3 separate regions of the Mus musculus genome follow, and regions 2 and 3 are each linked to region 1. The links are chromatin contacts, called in public HiChIP or PLAC-seq and promoter capture Hi-C maps. All regions are on one chromosome and are shown on one strand. Each heading gives the region's core, a stretch centred on a gene start, on an enhancer-like site or on the middle of the called end of the contact. The rest is flanking DNA. Distances are from core to core; before and after follow the strand shown. Region 1 holds the start of Icosl (icos ligand). Region 2 holds the start of Lrrc3 (leucine rich repeat containing 3). Region 3 overlaps Trappc10 (trafficking protein particle complex 10).

The links. HiChIP or PLAC-seq counts read pairs in DNA pulled down with a chosen protein or histone mark. Capture Hi-C pulls out chosen DNA fragments and counts their contacts.
Region 2: a promoter capture Hi-C map of liver shows a contact between it and region 1. The contact joins the promoter of Lrrc3 here to the promoter of Icosl in region 1. A contact is called at or near these places in 2 of 39 promoter capture datasets (the HPC-7 cell line and HPC-7-derived erythroid cells) and 1 of 9 other capture datasets (liver).
Region 3: a contact with region 1 is called in an H3K27ac HiChIP or PLAC-seq map of extraembryonic endoderm stem cells. The contact joins the enhancer-like site here to the promoter of Icosl in region 1. A contact is called at or near these places in 4 of 39 promoter capture datasets (embryonic stem cells and macrophages), 1 of 484 Hi-C or Micro-C datasets (nephron progenitors), 2 of 115 datasets of contacts at active chromatin or transcription factors (double positive thymocytes and extraembryonic endoderm stem cells) and 3 of 9 other capture datasets (adipose tissue, liver and pancreatic islet).

Annotation. Positions count from the first base shown.
Region 1 is chr10:78,067,663-78,070,850 of GRCm38.p6, reverse strand. It overlaps Icosl (icos ligand), which reads right to left and starts at 1,483. Exons shown (of 7, transcript NM_015790.3): 1 at 1,316-1,483. The coding sequence starts at 1,326. It overlaps Gm51775 (a long non-coding RNA gene), which reads left to right and starts at 376. Exons shown (of 3, transcript XR_003948913.1): 1 at 376-391; 2 at 2,910-2,976; 3 at 3,178-3,188.
Region 2 is chr10:77,900,947-77,904,134 of GRCm38.p6, reverse strand. Lrrc3 (leucine rich repeat containing 3) reads left to right here and starts at 1,599. Exons shown (of 2, transcript NM_145152.4): 1 at 1,599-1,736; 2 at 2,403-3,188. The coding sequence starts at 2,535.
Region 3 is chr10:78,208,414-78,211,601 of GRCm38.p6, reverse strand. Trappc10 (trafficking protein particle complex 10) reads left to right here. Exons shown (of 23, transcript NM_001081055.2): 8 at 1-126; 9 at 724-838; 10 at 1,148-1,224; 11 at 2,127-2,218. Among named protein-coding and RNA genes, the nearest start is that of Pwp2, 25 kb to the right of the region's middle. Within about 2 kb of position 1,696, at least 10 of the 459 cell types and tissues checked have an H3K27ac peak or open chromatin away from gene starts, as enhancers often do. A contact at or near this core is called in extraembryonic endoderm stem cells, where this site is marked.

The sequences.
Region 1 (3,188 bases), core at 234-2,733:
GGAATGCCATGTTCCAGGCCCTTGGTGATACACAAAAGACGGTGTCCTATGTATCTCAGCCTAGCTGCCTCCTTTTAGAGGTCTGGTTGGTGGTGGGAGTGAGGGGGGGGGGGGGAGAAGGGTGGTGGGAAGAAGGGCACTTCACCCTACTCTAAAGCAGTCTTGGATACTTTAGCCAGAGTTTGCCTAGTCTCCCAAGGCCGTCTGTTCTATGGAGACTCTCTATAGGGGCTAAGACCCTGCAGCAGGTCACAGACACTTCACAGTTGCCCACACACCTTTTATAAAACCTCACTCTCAGCCAGGCAGTGGTGGCGCACGCCTTTAATCCCAGCACTTGGGAGGCAGAGGCAGGCAGATTTCTGAGTTTGAGGCCAGCCTGGTCTACAGAGTAAGTTCCAGGACAGCCAGGGCTACACAGAGAAACCCTGTCTCAAAAAAACACCAACCAACCAACCAACCAACCAACCAACCAACCAACCAACCAAAAATTCTCCCTCTCTTTCAACAGCAGCCCTGAAATTCTCAGAAGATTGTCTCAAAAGAAACCCTTGGGAAGCCACAGGGAGGGATGGATGGACACACACACACACGCACACACGGGGGGGGGGGGGTGTCCCCAGGAATGATTAGTGGGCAAACCACAAACTCAAGCCAGCCACTGGCCAGCAGGCACTCGGTAGCCTGCAAGGTCTCCCCTTTTCTATCCCTGGAGACTCTGTGGTTAGGACACTTGTGGACTGAGGACCTCAGCAAGTAGCCAGTGGAGATGGAGTGTCTACGGTACAAGTGCCTGAGGGAAATATTTGCAAAACGCCGGAGCGCAAAACTGTCTCTCTCTCACACACACACACACACCCCTCCTACACACCTCCCACTTCCCCTGCCCAGTCTGGATCTGTGAGGGAAGTCAAGTGTACAAGGAGGTGTCCTGTCCCCATGCACTGGGTATCAGCTGGCCTTTGAGGTAACACACATCCTCCCTTCTGGGAAATCAACAGGGAGAAGGGCGGCGGCGGCTAAGCCAGTGCCCATGGCTGCTATGAGTTTTCACCTTCAGTACCGGCTCTTGCCCTTCCTCCGCCTACAGCCGCCCACGCGCCGGGGTCTGGTCCGCGGGTGCAGCGGGTTAGCCCTGCGCCGCCCCCTGCCGTCCAAGCCGGCAGGTCCAGGTGTGGCCGCTAGCCGTCCGGAACTGGGCACATCTGCGCCGGTACAGAGCCGCTGCGCTAGCGTCGGGCAATCTCAGTCCTAGTTCGGGTGGGTCCCCGGCTCCCCCACCCCACTCACGGGACACAACAGCGAACGGACTCACTTTAGCTGCATGGTGCGAGCGCAGACTGCGGGGTGCTGGATTTCGGACGCGGAGAGTTGCAGCGGCTGGGGTTCCGGAGCTGTTGGGGGCCACGAAGAACTGGGGAGCTTCCAGGCTTGGGGCGCTGAAATCTGGGGTTCTTGAGGCTTTGGCGGCAGGAGACCCGCTGTAACTGCGCTCGCTAGCGCTGCGCGCCTGGCTAATTGGGCACAGGCGGGATCCCGCCCTCGGCCCATCCCTCCGGCCACCTCCGAGCGGGGGTTGGAGGCGGGGAGCTCCGCCTCCGCTCTCCCGCTCCCGAAAGTAACCCAATCGGCTGCTGAGCAGGGTCGGAGACTTGGGCATGAGTTACAGGTGCCAGGGTGTGGGGTGGTTTGTGGATCCCGGCGAGGGCAAAAGGAGGGCCGGCTCCGGTGCGGCCGAAAGTCTGGGCACTGAGGCTTAGGGTGAGGGTGGGAAGACAGGAAACTCAGCCGCTGCACCCCCCACCCCCCCCCCCCCCAACGCTGCCCAGAACATTCCCGGCCTGGTCCCTGCGTCCCTCTTTTAGAGCCCGATGTTGGGCCCTGTCTTGTAGAAGATGAACCAAGGTTCAAAGCCCGGACCTGGGGCTGACCAAAGACCGTAGATGATCAGAAAACCTAACGACTAGGAATTAAAAAGTGAAAGCCAGGCGAGTGGGAGGAGAGAGGGGCCAGCAGGAGGGAGAAAGGGAGGAGAAGACGGGCTCCACTCTTGTCCAGATCTCCCATCACCCAACTTCGAAGGCTTGGTGAGGGATAAAGTTGTGGAACACAGAATGAAGTGTCCATTTTCTCCTCCAAAGCCAGCCAGACTTGGCAATCCTGTTCCCAGCCTCGTGCTCTCTGGCACTCACTCTGGGAGAGCCTTAACGGTTCATAAGCGTTGAGCCTGTGTCTAAGCTCAGGACTCTCTTCTCACCCCATTCCCTGCTCTCCCTCAACCCCCACGCCCCCTCCCCGCCCCACCTGCCAGTGAATTGAGAATGCGGGAGGCCAGGGAGAGGCAGGCAGGTGGATCTCTTGAGTCTGAGGCTAGCCTGGTCTACAGAGTGAGTTCTAGGACAGTCAGGGCTACACAGAGAAACCCTGTCTCGAAAAAGAAAAGGAAGAGAAGGTGGAGGAGGAGGCGGGGAGGAGGAGGAGGAAAGAAGAGAAGAGAAGAGAAGAGAAGAGAAGAGAAGAGAAGAGAAGAAGAAAAGAAAAAAGAAAAAAGGAAAAGAAAAGAAAAGAAAAGAAAAGAAAAGAAAAGAAAAGAAAAGAAAAGAAAAGAAAAGAAAAAGAAGCCGAGCAGTGGTGGCGCATGCCTTTAATCCCAACACTTGGGAGGCAGAGGCAGGTGGATTTCTGAGTTCGAGGCCAGCCTGGTCTACAGAGTGAGTTCCAGGACAGCCAGGGCTACACAGAGAAACCCTGTCTTGAAAAAAAAAGAAAGGGAGGGAGGGAGGGAGGGGGAGAGAGAGAGAGAGAGAGGAGAGAGAGAGAGAGGAGAGAGAGAGAGAGAGAGAGAGAGAGAGAGAGAGAGAGAGAGAGAGAGAAACTAAAAATCTCTGGCTCTTGGCTATCAACATCAGGGAGCAGGCCAGGACAAGCACAAAAGAACAGAAGAGACAAGCAGAGGTGGGGACCAGTGCGGCCGAGGTAAGCAGCCTGAGGGTGGGGGTGGGGGTTGGCCCTCCTGCAGGGAGGGGGGCTACCTTCTTCGTGTGCTAGGAAAAAACAGAAGTTATCAGAACTTGACCCCTGGGCTCTGGCAGACATAATCCAGGAGTCAACCCGGAGTCTTGGTAAGTACATCGCACATCGGGAGTGGTGGCCTCACTTGCTCTTCTCCCCCACTAGGTTGGCAGCAC
Region 2 (3,188 bases), core at 350-2,849, 170 kb after region 1:
TGAACTGTTTACCATGTCTCACATTACTTACCCAGATCAACTCCAAACCAAGACTCAAACGCAGATCGTTACATCCATAAGACCCTGTGGCTTTTTCCCTAAGACAAAGACAACTTACGTAAGATACCTCAAAATCATTTTCCACCAGAGAAAGAAGATCGCTGAGTTAGATTCTCTCAAAATTAAAAAAAAAAAAAAAAAAGAAGAAGAAGAAGAAAGAAAGAAACCAACTGTGGGGAAAACTGTCAAGAGAATAGAAAGACAGTTCACACAGACCAAGAAACAATATTTACAAATTATGCATCTGATAAGGAGGGTGTTTCCAGAGAACTCTCACAACTCAAAATTAAAGAAAACAAACGACTCATCGAAAAGCAGAGAAACGGAGCAGACAGGAAACAAAGAAGAACACACCATAAGCCTCTGGAGTGACACAGACCCGTATTACAGCTCAAGCCACCGTTCCACACCCAGAGTGTTAGAGCCACGGGCCCACCAGGAGCTGTTGGCTATGTGCCTGTGTTGTCAGTGGGGTGTAATAAGGAGCCTACCCTGCTCCAGACACTGCCATTCAGGGTATGCACCCAAGGCTGCTGCACAACGCTCCCATGGCCCTTCCGTTAGAGTCCCAGATTAAAACCCAGCCGGAGCCGAACAGGTTACAGTATAGAAACTGGCACAGTGGACCTAGGGAGCCACTCAGCGTGGTGAACCACGAAATAAGGAGGCGGAAAGATAAAATGATAGGAGGCCATTTATGGAAGTCGTGGGAAACGCAGACTCCACGGAGGAAGACAGGTGACAAAGGAAGACTGGGGTCCTCCTGAGGCCGGTGGTGATAGGTTCCCGGCTGAGGATCAGGTCCTGCGTCGACGCTCCCATTTGCCTTTCTATGGTGACCTTAGACCTGAGACTTGGGGTGAGGGGCGTCAGTCATGCGGTGGGGCTGCTCAGGGCGGGGCTTGGCCACGTGGCACGCCCACGGACCCTTCCCTTACCAATGCCCTAGAAAGCCGGTACCTAAACCCGCCCACGCCCCTACAGGCCCCGCCCACATCCCGCCCCAGTCAGTGCAGTTTACATATCAGGCCCCGCCCCTCACATAAACCTCGCCCATAACCCTGTGCACCCCTCCTTGGGCTCCCCCCTCGGTGTTCGCCCCGTAGGATTTTATGAACTCTGTTTAGCTCTTTCTTACGCAGGCCCCAGCCCCTACCCAGCCCCTCACCTATCTGACCCTTCCCCTTAAGGCCTTGGCCCTCCTCAAATAGGACCCTCCCCTCCCCAGCCCCTCTTCCCCGCCTCTCGCACGGGACAGCCCTTTAGAGACCCCGCCCCTCAGCACACAGACCACGCCCTTACCTGGCCCCTCCCACCCACAACATGCTAAGCCCCGTCCCCCAAAGCACAGAACACCAAGGTCCCTTACTAGGACCCCTTTTCACCGGCGCCGTCCTTATCGCAAGGCCCCTCTCCACCTATTCCTCCCCTCCCAAAACCCTCTCAAGGCCCCGCCCAACACACAAACCCCGCCCCTCTGGCCTCAGCCCCACCCTGCCCCTCCTCTTGCCGGCCCCTCCCCTATAGCAAAGGCCCCCGCCCCTCCCGCCATGGCTTGCCCGCCTCCCTTCTTTACTGGCCGCTCGGTGGGCACGGGGCGGGTCGCCGCGGCGCCGGGAGGACTCTGGTCAGGCTCCGGGAAGCTCGGAAGGCGCTGAGCAGCGGCGGCCGCTCAGGTAAAGCCCCCATCCGCCCGCGTGGCCTCCCACCCGCGGAGCTCCACTGTCCCTGCTTTGCCGCCCTGCTCTCTGCTGCCGCTCCCTGCCCAGCCGGGCCGCACGCAGGGGGCTGCTTTTTCTCTCCGGTGTCTCCAGCGCCTCAGGCATGAAGCTTCTGCTTCAGGGTGCGCGGCGAGCTTTATTGATGACCGCGATCTTTAAGGTGTCACAGGTAGCCGAGTGCTTGGGGACAAACTGGTGAACGCGGCCACTTGCCCCGCCCGACCTGGCTCGCACAGATCGAGAGGGAAGACCTCCGCCAGCACGCGCCTAGAGCTGGGGGATGGGGAAGAGATGGATCCTTGGGCCTCCGCCCAGACTTGTGTCCCCAGCTATGGGTGGGTGACCAGAGGCTAGGACAGGGTTCTGTAACTGCCTAGCTAGGGCCAGTCTCCAGCCATCGGTCAGCCCTAGATGTCTTACTTAGCTGGGAGGTGCCTTCTCTGGGTGGCCTTGGGAATCTTCTAGAGTAAGTTACAAAGCAGGTATGTTTGATAGCCCGGAGCCCTGCCTCAAACCTGATATGCCTACGATTCCTTTCCTCCCTGATCCCGTCCTCCCAAATTGAATTGAAATGTGCAGTGGCGGTCACCCTCAGCTCCCTTTCCTCTTTTTTTCTTGTAGAACTGAGATCACTAGGCTCTTCAGCAGGCGAAGACACAAGAGTTTGTGTTGGATGACTGCCTGCAACGTGAGGAAGGACAGTCGCTTGCACATCCCAGTGGAGAAGAGCTACCTGGGTCAGGTGGAGGCAACATGGGCCCCAGGGGCAGGCAGAGCCCCTCAGCCACACTGGCCCCCTCCCAGGGGTCTTGCTTCTTCATCCTCTTCTGCTTACGGTTAGGTGCCTCCTGCCCACAGGCCTGCCAGTGCCCTGACCATGCTGGGGCCGTGGCTGTCCATTGCAGCTCAAGAGGGCTGCAGGAGATCCCTAGGGACATCCCAGCCGACACGGTGCTTCTGAAACTAGACGCCAACAGAATCTCCCGAGTCCCCAATGGAGCCTTCCAACACCTGCCTCAGCTGAGGGAGCTGGACCTGTCCCATAATGCCATTGAGGCCATTGGGCCAGCAGCCTTCTCAGGTCTGGCTGGGGGCCTGCGGCTGCTGGACTTATCCCACAATCGCATCCGAAGAATTCCAAAGGACGCCCTGGGCAAGTTGAGTGCCAAGATCCGCCTGTCCCACAATCCACTGCACTGTGAGTGTGCCCTGCAGGAGGCCCTGTGGGAACTAAAGCTGGACCCGGACTCCGTGGATGAAATTGCCTGCCACACCTCAGCGCAGGAGCAGTTTGTGGGCAAGCCGCTGATCCAGGTCCTGGACTCAGGTGCCAGCTTCTGCAGTACCCACCGGAAGACCACCGATGTCGCCATGCTGGTCACCATGTTCGGCTGGTTTACCATGGTG
Region 3 (3,188 bases), core at 447-2,946, 140 kb before region 1:
CTGGATTGCTGGGTCTTTCTGAGCTGTCTAGAGGTGCTGCAGAGGATAGAAGGTTGCTGTGACCGGGCCCAGATAGACTCCAACATTGCCCACATGGTGGGGCTGTGGAGCTATGCAATGGAAAAGGTACCTGCCACTGGATGAAGGGTCTGCGTTGTCTAAGGGTGCCCGTGTGTCACAAAGCATGGGCAGTTTCTTTAGACTATCGTGGGTAGAATCAATGTCCTCACAGTGAATCTGGACACAGCCATGGGGTCAGAGCTTTTTAGTTCTTGCCACTTCTTCAGCAGATGGCAAGTAAGGCAGTGTTAGGGCTGGAATTGGGCAGTGAAGAAGGCGTGTTGGGCAGCAGTGTATGGAGATGCAGGGGTGAGGGAAGAAGGTGCAGCGTGTGGAGATGCGGGTGAGCCAGTGTGTGTTGTGGGTGAGCTGCAGGGACAGGGTACGGTGGGAAATGGCTGCACACAGAGCAGTAGTCAAGAGTGGGGCACGTTAGCTGCATGGCGGGGAAAGGATTCCTGATGCCAGCTCTGTCCCAGAATGAACTAGAAAAGGTGTGAGCTCACAGCAGTCCATGTAATGCAGCGTAAAATTCAGACAGTAATCATTGAGATAAAGCTAAATCGGTCCACAATGAGCGGGCATCAGGATTATATATTTACATTTGTGGGTTGCCTGTTGACTTACAGCAAATGGACTAAAGTGATGTGTTTCCCTCAACAGCTAAAGTCCTTAGGGTACCTATGTGGACTTGTATCAGAAAAAGGGCCCAACTCAGAAGATCTCAACAGAACAGTTGATCTTTTGGCAGGACTAGGAGCCGAGAGACCTGAAACAGGTATGCTTGGTGCTGAAGCACAGTAGAGAATGCCCGAACCCAGAGCTTCCACTGTCAGGTGGAGCTCAGGGCAAGTGTGTGGATCTGTGTGTGCCCCATTCATAAGTCATTTCTCTATTTGAGGGTTTTGTAGAGGATGCTTCTAAGAAATATAATCTCAGAGAACAGTTTTACAGGAAGTGTGCTAAGGCATAAAAATCCCATAAGAGTCCGCTGAGGTCATCACCCTGAGGTCTGAAAGTGAGGGTAGCTCGTACAGCCGATCATTCCCGCCGCTGAGTAAGGACGCTCACTTGCATTGTCTTTCAGCCAACACAGCTCAGAGTCCTTATAAGAAGCTCCAGGAAGCACTGTCCTCAGTAGAGGCCTTTGAAAAGCACTACCTGGTAAGTATGGCGACTACAGAGCCATTCCCCTGGCTGGCTTTGTTCTCCCTCATGGCCTTTTGAATGGGATGAACTGGTACTTTAGAGCCTTGTTGTTAGCCTGAGGAGTTTATTTGTGTATAAAGACTGGGTAATTGCTCACATGTTCCTTAGTGCCCCTGAGATCATAATTAGGCAAATACAGCATGGAAATATTTAAGATTTTGTTCAATGTAATTTTCCCCTTTAGTAAATAGAAACTGCAAGAGCAGATTGTGAGTACTTTCTATTGTCAAAGTGCACATTTGTGTTCGAGGAGAGCTGTCGTGCTTGGTCCCAGAGAGCAATGGAAGGAAGGTGCCAGCTCAGGCCCCAGACTGTGAGCTAGGAAGCATGTGCAAGTCTGTTTGGTGTGTGTGTCCCATTTCATTAGCTGGAAGGACATGTGCTAGGAAGGGTGTCCGCCAACAGAAGCAGTGAGGGAGCTGGGCAGCTGCGCCGTGTGAGCTCGTGCCTGTCTCTTATTGTGTGCTTCATAATGCTGGTGCAAGTTGCGCACTTTGTATGGACATTATGGTATGTCACGTGACAATTTAAAAGTTGATCCCAAGTGAGAACTATCACTCACAGTGTCTCGCTGCAGCTTTGGGTACAGTAAATATAAAGTGTGCCCTGAGAGTTCAAGTACAGGGCTAGAGGGAGGTCTCAGCGGACATGCAGCGCAGCTTGTGCAGAGGACCTGGGTTCCTTTCCCAGGACCCACATTGAGAGGCCTGCAGCTCTAGCTCCAGGGCATCCAGAGCCTCACTGGGCCCCTGCACTCATGTGCATGTGCCTTCAGCTCCACATACATGTAATTACAAATAAAATACATCTTAAAAATAAATTCAAGTATGTAATTGTGCTTTTTTACCTTTTCACAGGACTTGTCCCATGCCACCATTGAGATGTATACAAGTATCGGGCGGATTCGATCTGCCAAGCTTGTTGGAAAAGATCTGGCAGAATTTTACATGTAATTGATGGTGAACTCTGATTTTAAGCATTTCACACATATAATGAGAAAGTTTATATAGAGAGTTAATGTAAAGTTTGTATAGCTTGGTAGATGGAAACAGGTAGAATCCACTAGCCAGTCATCATCTTTGAGTTTCTTCCAGAACCATGTGGGAGGTTTTGGCTTATTTGGTTTTTGGTTAATGGTTGTTACTGATCTTTGACCTGCTGTATTTAATTATCTTTAGTGATACATATCCAGATATGCATGCACAAAACATTCTAATTTAATGAACAATGATAACTTATCTCAGAGCCTGCCTCCAGGATAGGTAAGCAGTGTTTGATCACGTAGGCTTTCTCTAGAGTGCGTCACAGACCCACTGGAAGCAAGTGGGTGGGACGAGCTGGGAGAGAGCGCGGAAACCCGCTCTAGCACTGGAGATTGAATGTGGCAAAACTGATCTGCTGAAGGAGAGCAAGCGTGGCCTGGCACAGTGGGATTCAGTTTCAAAGCGCTGCAAAGAGCTATCATTTATAAAGGGGGGTGGGAGCTTGTATACTGAAATATGTACTTAAGGGAATCTTAGTAGATGAGACAAAAAACTGGTGTGGATTGCTGCTAGTTAGGGGTTTTTAAGATGCCTACTTGACCCCCAGTTTTCTGGAGCAACCATCTCTCACCTAGCTTATGGTGAGGTCGGGGGAGGGGAGGCTGGAACTGTGAGCAAGTTCAAGGGATCATGCTCCACTCCTGCAGTCTTCCAGTGCTGTGAGTTTAATGCACTTGAGCACTACAGAATCCAGAGGCACAGATTCCCAGTGCCAGGCACTGGTCTACTGGCTAAGACCTGGAGACGCAATTCACCTTTACCACATACTAGCTAAATGACAGTTGGCCTTCCTCTTCTTAAGGGTCTCCAGATTGTATGGGATCACTGAATACTTAGAGTGTTTCCTAACCCTAAAGGTAGCTTGTATCTGCCCAG